Regions from separate parts of the Sus scrofa genome. Here region 2 is linked to region 1. The links are chromatin contacts, called in public Hi-C maps. All regions are on one chromosome and are shown on one strand. The core of a region is the stretch at or near the end of the contact, and the rest is flanking DNA. Distances in the headings are between cores, read along the strand shown.

Region 1 (6,081 bases), core at 1,399-3,898:
ATCTAAATAGATGCAGGAAAGGCTTTTGACAAAATTCAACATCCATTTATACTTAATGCTCTCTAGAAAGTTGGCATAGAGGGAACCTACTTCAACATAATAAAGACAGTATATTATAAACCCAGAGCTAACATCATATGTGATGGTGAAAAGCTGGAAGCATTTCCTCTAAGAGAAGAAGACATGACTGTCCACTCTTGCCACTGTTATTCAACATAGTTTTGGAAGTCCTAGCCATAGCTATCGGAGAATAAAAAGAAATAAAAGGAATCCAAATTGGGAAAGAGAAAGTAAAACTGTCATTGTTGGCAGATGATGTGATACGATACATAGAAAATCCTAAAGATGCTACCAGAAAATTACTAAAGTTCATTAGGGAATTCAGTAAAGTATCAGGATTCAAAACTAATATACAGAAATCTTTTGCATTTCTGTACACTAACAATGAAAGATCAGAAAGAGAAATTAAGGAAACAATCCAATTTGCCATTGCACCAAAAAGAATAAAATACCTAGGAATAAAGCTGCCCATGGAGACAAAAGACCTGCCCTCTGAAAACTATAAGATGCTCATGAAAGAAATCAAAAGTGACGCAAACAGATAGAAAGCTACACCATGGTCTTGGATTGGAAGAATCAATAATGTCAAAATGAATATACATACCAAGGTAATCTACAGATACACTGCAATATCTATCAAATTACCAATGGTATTTTTCACAGAACTATATGAAAACATTTTAAAATTTGTCTGGAAACACAAAAGACTCCAAATAGCCAAAGCAATCCTGAGAAAGAAAAACGGAGCTGGAGGAATCAGGCTTCCTGACTTCAGACTATACTACAAATTACAGTCATTGAAACAGTATGGTACTGGCACAAAGACAGACATAGATCAATGGAACAGGACAGATTGCCCAAACGTAAACCCACACACCTGTTGTCATTTCATCTATACAAATGAGGAAAGAATGTACAATGGTGAAAAGACAATCTCTTCAATAAGTGGTGCAGGAAAAACTGAATGGCTTGTGCTAGTGCTGGAAATACAGTGGTAAAGAAACCAGTTAAGGTCCCTGTTCGCATGGGGTTTACATTGTAGTTGGAAAGACAGACATGAATGAACCAATACTCAGTCATTCATCAGTCACACCAACAGGGAAAAATAAGAAGAATCTCTGAGTTTTGACAAATGCATTAACCCAAGCCTCCATCAAGACCTGGAACTTTACTACAATTCCAGAAATTTCCCTCATGCCTGAAATGCTCTTCCCTGGGATCTGGCATGACTGGCTCCTTTTTGTCACTCAGAGCTAAATTTAAATTCTCTTCCCTGTACCCCTTCTCACACTGTGCTAATTTTTAGTACAACCTTGTTAAACATTACCTTTGTGTGCAGCAGCTCGGGGATGGTACTGCTTAGGAAATCCCTGGTCAAAAATATGTAACCCATATATTCGCATCGGTATTTTGGAGAGAATATCTTCAGACGTTTCTAAGATCAAGCTAGGTTTTACTTTTCACTACTCTCCACGTTGCTTTCAGACGGTGCATTAACCATTTTGGTTATCAAGATGACATAGTGCTGTTTACTTGGAATTTGAGCCTAGTTAGAGTTTTAAAATTCATATTTATCAATATTGAAGATGAGGCCCAAGAAATAGCAAAAAAGACGAAAAAAAAAAAGATAAACATGTAAGATCTGATCCCTATGCCAGATCATGCCATGTTTATTATCAATAAGTTGTTTTTTGTTTCTCCATTCTCTCTTTCTTCTCTCTCTCTCCCTTCCTTTTTTGGAAGTACAAAGCATTTTAAAGAATGATATATTCCATCTCTCTCTGTGTTACATGTTTGTTTTTCCCCTCAGGAATTCCAACCATGTGAGTGATGACATGTAATAACTACCATCTATCCTGCTCTTCCTGTGTCTGCCATTTGTACAGGGATGATATTATTAACCTAGACTTGCCACCTGGTTGGAAACAGCTCTGCTTTACACTCATATTCTTGAAAATAAGGCCTTGTAGGTAAGCAAGCAACAAGATTTTTGAAAAATAAGTGACAAATATTTAGACAGCATGAGGTATGAGTCCCTCTCTCTTTGCATCGCCCAGTACCAGATACTACCCAGCGCCAAGACAAATAACTCAATTAGTATTGCTTGTAACTGTTATAACCTCAGAGAGTATGGAATCTAAAAAAACTCACCTAATCCTTCAAAATGTTAGATAAGTGGACAGTTGGCAAATGAGTATTGAGGACAGACTGAAATGGAAAATGAAAAACTGGTGGTAAAAAAGGGTTAGAGTAAACATAGTTTTGTTAATGGATGTTTGGAGAAATGGGAAGCTGGTTTCATATTCTTGGCTGGATAAAAATGGAGGTTGTCTTAGTGTACTTATGGGTATTATTAATAGCAGGTCTCCTTAAAGCACAAAACGAACTCTCTCTTTCTTGCAAAGGAATGCCTCTGAGTTAGTACTGAGAAGAGATACCTTGTCTCTGGTGCTGTGGGGTCTCCCAAGATAACTAGAAGCAGTGCAATTGCTTTGATTTGTCATTCCTACAGGCAAGACTCTGCTTTGCTGCTTTACACAGCTCTCTGCTTCTGAAAAAGGCACACAATTTTACTCTATCGAGCTGCTTCTAGAAAGGATGAGGTGAGGTGAGTGCAGCCCAGGGATTAGCTTCTAGCCAGACTGTTCTGGATCACTGAACATAACCTTATAAACAAACATCTGACTGCTAAGCTCAAAGTCCATTTGCACTTTCATTTCCTGAATTTCATCCATGTTATTTCTTTTCATTTATTCTTTTTTCAAGGTGAGGATGCATTCTGAATTTGGTATTTTGGTTCCGGAGAGTGGCTCTGAAAGTACTGTTAAAATAATACATGCTGGCTTTTTTGCCTTTCATTTTCAGTTTTATAATTACGGTTTGACCATTAATACAATTTGGCAGTGATAGTGACAATTGCATATGTGAAAAAGTTATCATTGGAATGCAAAAATTTTTAAAGTTCTTGGAAAGAAAGAAAAATATCTCAACCATTTTTTCAGTGCTGCCTCACTTCAGTATGCAGATATTTACTCCAGTTCAGTGAATATCTAGAATGAAAATTCATCAGAATTTATACTATAAGGTAAAAGATTTTTTAAACAAAGTTAATGCCTCTTGCTTATGTCTTTTCTTTGTAAGATGAATTTTTATTTTTCATACTAAGGCCACAAGTAAATCCAGGATTTATGAATTAATGAATTGTGTAGGCATGGAGAATTAAATTAGAATTAACACATGCATGTTCCTAATCTCTTTACCATACTCTTTTGGTATTAGATGGTTTCCATTTAGTAGGGGCAGCAAAAGCATAGAAGTAGGTTGTATTTTAGAAGTGGAATAATCAAAAGTTACTTAAATTTGGTGGATGAAATATGGTCAAAATGATGTTTCTCAAGCATACATATTTTTTCTTGGAAAAAAATCTCCCCTGGAAGGATAAACATTGTCAAAGCTTTCTCCTGTAAGGGAAAGGTAATGTAGATGAAGGCTTTCCATTGGTTTGCTAGAATCTGTTTCATGTCTAGGAATTGTAAAGATTGGAAATAGTAAAAGCTAGTTGTCTTCATTCCTTCAAGGAATGTTCCTTTATTTTACTTTATGTTTTATAAAATTCAATGACTAGAAAAGGCTAGTATTATTATTTACTTGGAAACAGAACAAATGAAATGGAGCTGAAATCCTTTAAAAGTTAAAAAAATTAAAATTTAATGTTAAAATATAATTGCATTTTCTTTCTTTTTTTTTTTTTTTTTTGCTTTTTAGGGCCACACCCTTGAAAGTTCCCAGGCTAGAGGTCAAATCGGAGCTACAGCTGCTGGCCTTCACCACAGCCATAGCAACACCAGATCTGAGCCATGTCTGTGATCTGCACCATAGCTCAAAGCAACACTGATCCTCAACCCACCGAGCAAGGCCAGGGACCCTACCTGTATCCTCATGGATACTAGTCAGGTTCATTACTGCTGAGTCACAGTGGGAACTTCCTAACTGCATTTTCTAAGAATGATAATTTTTTTCTAGATCATTTTTTAAGCAACAATGGATATTGCTACATACTTATTATCAAATATTTACATATGGGGCATACTTCTGTCTCATATAATTATCCTTATGTCACAAATGATTTTTAGTATTTCTGATCTTGCTCCTGACTATCCTTCTGATCATAGCTGCCCCAAACAAAAATTAGGATATTTTGGTTTATGATGTCCCGTTGAAAATAAATAAGACAAACGCTGAGTGATCAAAAACAAAGACCCATCTAATTGCTCTCATTTTGGGTCCACAATTTCCTTGACTCAAAAGTAAGCAAATAGCATAGTGGGTATATTTTATTTAATAAAATTACATATTAAGAGAAAAAAAAGTACTGATCGATGCGAGTAGGGGCAAGGAATGGAAATATCGTCATAATACAGCTTACATTCTTCAGAAGGTACAGACTGCCTCAGATGCAGGAAAGAAGACACCATTTCATCCCTTTTCAGCAGAGCCACATGAATTAGGGTTCCCTTTCACATACAGCATAATGTTTGGCCACGTGTCTGGGTGCTTCATAACTCAGTCAAGTAGACACCCCAAATTAACCATCACATCACTTAAGCAGGAAAAAGTGTTCTCCCTAGCGAACTGGGTGGGGTGGATTGTTAAGGGCGGAGGATGATTCATGTTTCCCAACACCCTGACAGTCACTGCACGTGCACCCTGACTCATGCCATCAAAATACTTGTCAGAGGGATAAGTTGTGGAAGGATCCAGGGACACGGAAAGCAGAAGCATCACTCCTTTCCACAAAGGTCTGCAATGCAACAAGTTCAGGTTAGGCACCAAAGGTGTCATTCTGTGTGCAGTCATGCCCTCTGTCACCATGTCCTCGATCACAGCAATTATCAACAATTGCCTGCTACTTATCAGTGTTCTTTGTTAGACGGTAGAAAATATTGAGGGCTGTTGCAGTGTCTGATTTTCATTATGACAGCCCCAGTGCCTGGTATGTAATAATAGATGTTCAATAAATTCAATCAGGAGGTCCCATCGTGGCACAATGGAAATGAATCCGACTAGGAACCATGAGGTTGTGGGTTTGATCCCAGGCCTCACTCAGTGGTTAAGGGTCTGGTGTTGCCGTGAGCTGTGGTATATGTCGCAGATGTGGCTCGGATTTGGCATTGCTGTGACTGTGGCATAGGCCAGCGGCTACAGCTCCAATTGGACTCTTAGTCTGGGAACCTCCATATGCCCCAGTGCAGCCCTCAAAAGACAAAAGACAAAAATAAAAAAATAAATAAATTCAATCAAAGGAAGGAAAACAGTTAGGTTCATTAAAATCAATTAAAACAATGGTGAAAGATCTAAATACACAGGAATTAACCATATGAAAATGTTTAGAGGTGTTCCTGCTGAGGTGCAATGGGATTGGCAGCATCTTGTGAGCACTGGGACACAGGTTCAATCCCACGCCTGGCATGGTGAGTTAAGGATCCAGTGTTGCCATAGCTGTGGCTTAGGTTGCAACTGCAGCTCTGATCTGATCCCTGGCCTGGGACTCCATATGCTGCAGGGCAGTCAAAAAAGAAAAAAAAGTTTAGAAAAATATAGTACCTTTGGCCACAGTATCACCAGGTTAGGGTGATATTATAATAGATGGAATTATTATTTATATCAAGTTATATTTGGAATTCCCATTGTGGCTCAGCTGGTTAAGAACACAACTAGTATCCATGAGGTTGTGGGTTCAATCCCTGGCCTCTCTCAAGGGTTAAGGATCCGGTGTTGCCAAAAGCTTTAGCTTAGGTCACAGATGTGGCTCAGATCTAGTATTGCTATAGCTGTAGGCCAGCAGCTGCAGCTCTAATTCTATACCTAGCCAGGAGCTTCCATATGTCACAGGTGTAGCCCTAAAAAGGAAAAAAAAATAGTTATATCAAGTTTATTATTTATACAAAATTCATATAAACACAGGAGGAGAGTACAAAAACTGAAAAAGCTCTTTATATGCTGAATTTTATGGGTGCTTTT
Region 2 (6,687 bases), core at 3,603-6,102, 480 kb after region 1:
TTTTGTGCGAGAGCTACTGTGAGGTAGAGAGGTAACTGAATGCTTGTCAAGAAAACTCCAAGAGGACTTTTGAAAATAAAAAGAAGGTAACCACCAATCTACGCTCTCAGGTGCAGGCTCGTTATCATGTTATTTGTTGTATCATTTTCTTTGCTTTATTGTAAGAAGCTAAGTATTGCCGGAACTAAGATGCCAAAAGAAAATTTTCACCTTTTAAAATCATGAGGTGGGCTAGAGAGGAGTTCTTACATCTAAAAGGGAATGTCAGGTTTCAAATACCTCTCATGTCACAAGCTGTTTTCAGTGGCTAGTTCTTAAATGTTAGAATAAAACCGAGAAAGTGCCTAGCTTTGGAGATGAGTCGTAAGGCAGAGTAAGCTATCAGAAGGACAGCTGCAGGAGTGGTGGACAAATTGTAGTGATTGCATTACAAAGACCATATGCCCAGGAACAGAAACTGATTAAAACAGCTATGTGATCTCACAAGACATGAAGTTCGGGATTGCTTGACAGTGCAGCTTTTTATCTCATCGGGACCAGTTTCTTTTCCTCTCCCATCTGCCATCCTTCACGATGGTTTCTGCCTTAAAGATGCTAGCAGTATGTCTTCCTTCCTCCCATTGCACCTGTACAAAGCAATGAAAAAGGAGTAATGCAGTCATTTCCTGATTTTCTTAAGAGCAATGAAAATTTTCTCCGTAGCGTCCTCTTCCATCACCCTCTCCAACCCACACTCCACCTCTTGATTGCATCTCAGGTCTCACTGGCCAGAAACGGGCCATATACAACCCCTAAATCTGTCAGGGGCAAAGGGAAGGGGATTTCTGTGACTGAATTAGACTAACCAGTGCCTGCACTAAAGCTGGAGAGATGACCTTCCTCTTTTTTCCGTGGAGAAGTCGACACAAATGCAGAAGAGAAGAAGGAAATGAAAACTGTGTAGACATCAAGGATATTCACTGCTACATATTCCAAGAACCAAGGGACTTAAGCAACTGATTAAGGTGGAACACCTGGACAGGAGAACCACATGCTAAGACGGGTGAATAACTCTTGTGTCCGGTATTTAGGAAAGGAAAAGAAGATGTAGATTCTCGAAGGTGCAGAAAATTTAGCGAAAGTCTCAAGGCACTGTTGGAGTTTAACCTTTATCATAAAATCTCAGGTCAGACAGCGAAGTGAAGTTTTGCAGCGATGTGATCAATTCCACAAGTTTAGGCAAATGAAAGAGAATCCAATCAATGCCTGGCTTAAAAAAATATCACTTCAGAACCTTTCATTGACTATATTTGCAGGAATCTTTCTCGGGGTCGGGGATAGCAATAAAAACTTTGGTGTGTGACTCTTAAGTAAAATTGCTCTCCCCACTTATGCCCCTCGTCTAGGTTTCTGTAATCAGTGGAACGTACCTGGGTTTGGATTACATGAGTAAGCAAAATGGAGGTGAAGGAGGCATCATTATCAACATGTCCTCTTTAGCAGGTAAGGACAGTTAACATGTCAATAATGATTTCTTATTGGTAATTTATCATGTCAATAATGATTTCTTACTGGTAATTTGGAACATAAGAGAAACTCCTCAAAAATGCAGTGATTATCAACTCAGGTTTGAAATGGAGACTTGGTTTAATTTTTTTCGACTCATTCTATGCAGTTTTCCTTTGCATAACATAACAAGTTTGAACTACAGTTTTACTTCTGGTATTTTAAATTGTGACTCTTTAAGCTTTCTTACTGCAGTACTAGTTTTTAAAGCACGTGTATGCATTTTCCCTGTGTTTCTCTTTGTCAGAGGTTATTGTGAGATTCCTAAGCAGTAAAGCATCTTTGACAAACTAAAAAGTTCTAAAATGAAGTTGAGTCATCTCTACTCTCCTGTGTAATTTTAGGAAGAGTGTGTAATTTTAAAACAGAGCATATTGAGTGTGTTGGGATATGCTGTAGGAAGCCAAACTGTATCTCTACTTTCTCAGCGTCTCTGGCCCAGCCTGAAAATTAAATAGTCATAAGATTGATTCACTGGAGCCCAGCATACAGGTATCTGCATGTCCATGAGAGTCCCCATAGCAAAATGAGACCCAGAGAAATGGCAAGGCCTCAGTGTGTGCAAACTAGGTTGAACAAAAGCAAGAGACCTTGTGGGAAAGTCACTGAAAATGCAGGGAGACTAAAGGAAGGTAAAGAGTGACTCTTACAAGGTCTGAACAGATTTTGCTTGGCCCGGATTCCCATCTCTGGTGATAAGAATGTCTCTCTCCTCCTGGTGTGGGGACAGCATCTTTTATATGGGAGTTTTGCATCCTGCTTTCAGGAAGAAACAGGGAGATCAGACTGTTCTTCTTGCACCTGCTGTTTTACAAGTGCCTTTCGCTCAAAGTGGCTCTCATGCCCAGGCTAGCAAAAGCTCTTCAATCTGGAGCTTCCAAGTTTCCTTTCTCTCCACAAGAAAGAGCAAGAGAACACTGGGGTGGGGGAGGTATAACTTCTCTCCTAAGTGTCAGCATAACAGCAAACCTCATTCAGCTCACCTTCCTATGGGCTTTGACCTCAAGCCTCACCTAATGACAGGGGGATTCTGGGAAATGCAGTCTAGCTGGGTGCCTAAGGATGGATTTCAGCGGAGAGCTGAAGATCCTTGCTGAGACATGCAATTCAAACCGTGCTGGATTCAGGGCAGCGTGGTTTATGATCATCTGGTATCATATTACTCAGTAAGTAGTAGCTCTAAACCCTTGGCAGGAACTTATGAAGCAGAAGACTTTACTTTGAAAATTCTAGGGAAAAAAAATTATTAATGGTTCTCGAGTAGCTGGAGTGAAATCATGAAGCTTTAGATGCCTGAGCAATACTGACAGCAAGTCTAAAGTCAAAACAGCGTGAGGCTTTCTTCAGTTATCTGGTTGGTTTCAGTTACTGTGAAAACAGCAGAATAGGTGTCACCTCCTCCCCCTGCCCCACACCCACCCTCCAGCTCTAGCAGCAATGGGGGGGGGGGGTCTGTTGGAAGATACCTGTGACCACATTAGTGTCTGAGGCTCAGCATTTTTTCTCATCTTTCTGTGAATCCTTAAGCCACTGTGATCCTAGCACAGATGGAAATTTGGACAGCTCCCTCTTGAGGAGTTTTCAAAAATATACTAGCATCTCATTTTTCTGGGTTGCTTCGAGACAAAATGTCATGCCTAGAGTTATTATAGACCTGTCTCTATAGATTGTTCAGGGGTGTCTGGTAATCTTTCTAACATGACATCTACTTATAAATGATAGCATTGCAAGTGTAAGAGTGCATTAAAAAGTGGTAGCATAGGCAATAATAAAAAGAGATATTTGGCCCCAGAGAGGGCCAAAGTTTAGATTCTGGGAGGCTGAAAGCCTAAAGACACAGTGTCAAGGCAAAATCTACACTATTTTGAAATGAAATCCTAAGAAAAATATAGAAATGATGAGGGAATTAAGAAATATGTAATAGTTTATTAAGCATACAAATGTGAAAAAGAGACTGTGGTGATCAAAAGATAGTTTCGTGAATTCTCTCTGAAATTGAAGAGGGCTGGTAAGACTTGAAGAACCATGAACATTGTACAAGGATCCCCTTGACCTTATATCAGTAGAAGCACTGATTTCAATCTCAGGAAGGCTAGATGGCTTCCAGACTCCCTGGGAGAGATACTATACCAAAAGAGGCTTACTTGCCCCAAAGAGCATGAAAAGAGAAATACAATGTAGTACTGCCTTTTATCCAATAAAAATACTTAAATATGTAGTAACAATTAACATTCATTGAGCTCATGATGTTTAGGAGTTCATGATGCTGTTTTAAACACCCAGTCTGCGATATCTCACTTACTATGCTCAACCACCCTGGGAAGTAGATTATGTCATCTCTAACTTGCAGATAAGGGGACCAAGCCAGGAGAGCTTAAGTATCTTGGCTGAGCTTACACAGCAAGGGAGCAGTGATGCTAGAATTCTCATGCCAGCAGCCTAAGATGAGATCCCCTATGTCTTAGGGGATTGTATCTCTCTCTTCTATGGGTTCGTTTGCCAGTCTGCTTTGTCTGTCTCTCGTTCTGTGTCTAGTCAGCCTAACTGTAAAGAGGAACTGAATTCCTGTAGCTTGATGAAGCCAGCACGATTTGCTAGTATCTTCAGGCCTGCCAGGCACCACTTTAATCTCAGGACTACTTACTAGACGTACTAAACCTTAAGCCTTTGCCTCATTTGACACACACAGAGTAAAGCCCTGGAAACCTTTGGGGAACTTACCAACATCGCAAGTCAAAACATGCCATGGACAAGAGCAATTTAGGGTTGACAGTTAGACGTCCACTGGGACTTTCTTGGCTAAGAGCTTTCTTGGTCACATGGCCCAGCCCTGGATGTGAATTTTCTTCTCCCCTATCTCAGAGACCATAACAGGAAGGCTGTGTGGCTCTTTCTCTAATGGTGCCGCTAAAACAATGAATGGATGTAAATGAATGGGTATAAATTCCTCCTGACAGAGCGTGACGCCATTGATAATAGTTCAGTCGTTTGTCTCTGTCCATTATACTCGATTTGACTTCATAACGCCCGTCTTCCCTACCTGTGACATCAACACCGTTTCCTTGTGGCCACTGGCCCATCTGAACAGACCCTGCTCTCCTCTTTCCACCCCGGGCTTTGACACTGAGGTGCCCTCATCTCAGAAAAAAAAAGTATTAAAACATCTTGTCTTGTATTTTATCCATGCACCAAGGGCTTCTATCCTTCCCATGATGAAATCAGTTTGAAAAACATTTGGGGATTTTGTAATAGTGGAAGATAAATGCGGACATCTCAAACCTTCGCACTTTGCTCTGAAATACTGTCGGCAGTTTTATACCCTTGAAGTCACAGCATGTTGGCAGAGGTCAGAGGACCAAAAATGTCTGTGCGGAGTTACCAGAGGAAGTCATTGCTTTCTTTCTTAATTAAAAAAATTCCTCAGCTTATATGAAGTATAATGGACAAGTAAAATCGTAGCTGAAGTATTCCTAGTGCTTGCTTCTTCTGTGTTTTCCAAAGGTTCCTTGCTCACAGATGTTTCCTCTTTTCTCCCTCTGTTGGAGGAATAGTGGGTAATATTCAACCCAGCCAGAGTCCATCCTCATGATCTTTTGCACGGATTGCGTGGAATCATTTACTGTCATAGTAAAACCTTAAGTTGACACACTGGTTTGGGCAGAGAAGTTAATGAGTAATGACCACTGACGCAGACCGAGTATCAGATGCAATTAATAAGGTTCACAAATAGAAAGGAGTTAAAGTGGAGAGTGATTCCTAAGTGTGTGGAGGGCAGGTATGCTCTGGTCTGGAGCCCTCTTAACCACACAGACTCTTCTGTACGAGTTTTTGTCTTTAAACATCATATGCAAATCTGCACTCATGTTGCTGAACCCATCCTTAACTACTGAAAAACAGAAAGTTGAACTACAGGGAGGAGTGAGGTCTGATTTAATGCAGATAATCAAACAGCTGTGTTCCCGTAAGACATCCCACAGGAATCAAGGATGCCTCTTTTTTTTTTTTTTTTTTTTTTTAAGGGCCGCGTGCATGGCATATGGAGGTTGCCAGGCTAGGGGTCTAATCGGAGCTACAGCTGCTGGCCTAGCCACAGCCACAGCAATGCAGCATCCGAGCTGCACCTGCAACCTACACCACAGCTCATGGCAACGCCGGATCCTTAACTCGCTGAGCGAGGCCAGGGATCAAACCTGAAACCTCAGGGTTCCTAGGTGGATTCGTTTCCACTGCACCACAACGGGAACTCCAAGGATGATTTTTATATAGTTAGTTACTTCAAATGGCTGGCAAGGAAGGGCAATTGTCATAGGAAAAGGAGTCTGCTCACCAGCCCTGCTCCCACCTGCTGGACTTGTGAGGTCTTGGTGTTGGGGGGTGGGGGGGAGTGGGGGGGGCATTCTCTGTGCCTCAGAAATAAGTGGCATTGTGTGAGTGACATCAGGGAGGTCTGAATTGAAAACATTAGCATATCAAGAAAATACTTGAAAATCCTAATAGTTTTTAATGTGTTTCAAATACCACCCAGGGACACACTCACTTGAGCTCTAAGTTGCATGTAGAACAGTGTAACTGGCCTGCTGTTTGCATCACAGTGGAAGGGCTCAAGTTACCACGTTTTAAGTAACACATTCAAATTAACCAAACAAGTTGAACGTTTCCAGAAGGGAAATGGGGCTATGAAAGTAACTGGCAGGGTTTCCACCCCAAGAGCTACATATGTCAGTGTCTGTTGTCATATGGCAGAACTGAATAGTTGGCATAGCGTAGACTAAGCAGAGACATGATGCGAAGTGCAAGGGACTCACGCTGCCTGAAGAGCAGCACAACAGACCAGAAATTTCAGGTGATGCCCTTCCTTCATCTCCAAGCCAAAAAAAAAAAAAAAAGAAGGTGAGAGAGAGAAAGAAAAGGAAAGGAAATCATGTGGTACAACCCTCTGCAGCTATTCTTGCTCTAAGACAGGGGGACTAGCAAGTGCCAGTTCTAGGCATTGTGAGAAACTGTTGGCTCTATGTTAGCACATTGAACATTTACAGATCCCTACAACAGAAGTCAGTTTAATTATCTCCAATGTATAGTTGAGCATCTCACCTCCAGCAGGCTGCATAACTTGGGAAATAGGGTGAGACTTAGCAGTGGTAA

The links. Hi-C and Micro-C count contacts between places; a contact is called where the count stands out from the background.
Region 2: a contact with region 1 is called in a Hi-C map of liver, with 4 times the contacts expected there. The contact joins two enhancer-like sites. A contact is called at or near these places in 3 of 47 Hi-C or Micro-C datasets (liver and skeletal muscle).

The regions. Positions count from the first base shown.
Region 1 is chr14:15,248,518-15,254,598 of Sscrofa11.1, forward strand. The region is part of intron 2 of GLRA3 (glycine receptor subunit alpha-3); the gene reads left to right. Among named protein-coding and RNA genes, the nearest start is that of ADAM29, 56 kb to the right of the region's middle. Within about 2 kb of position 2,649, at least 3 of the 83 cell types and tissues checked have an H3K27ac peak or open chromatin away from gene starts, as enhancers often do. A contact at or near this core is called in liver, where this site is marked.
Region 2 is chr14:15,729,494-15,736,180 of Sscrofa11.1, forward strand. It overlaps HPGD (hydroxyprostaglandin dehydrogenase 15-(NAD)), which reads left to right. Exons shown (of 7, transcript NM_001190248.1): 4 at 1,386-1,482. It also overlaps the pseudogene LOC110256674. Among named protein-coding and RNA genes, the nearest start is that of HPGD, 14 kb to the left of the region's middle. Within about 2 kb of position 4,853, at least 9 of the 83 cell types and tissues checked have an H3K27ac peak or open chromatin away from gene starts, as enhancers often do. A contact at or near this core is called in liver, where this site is marked.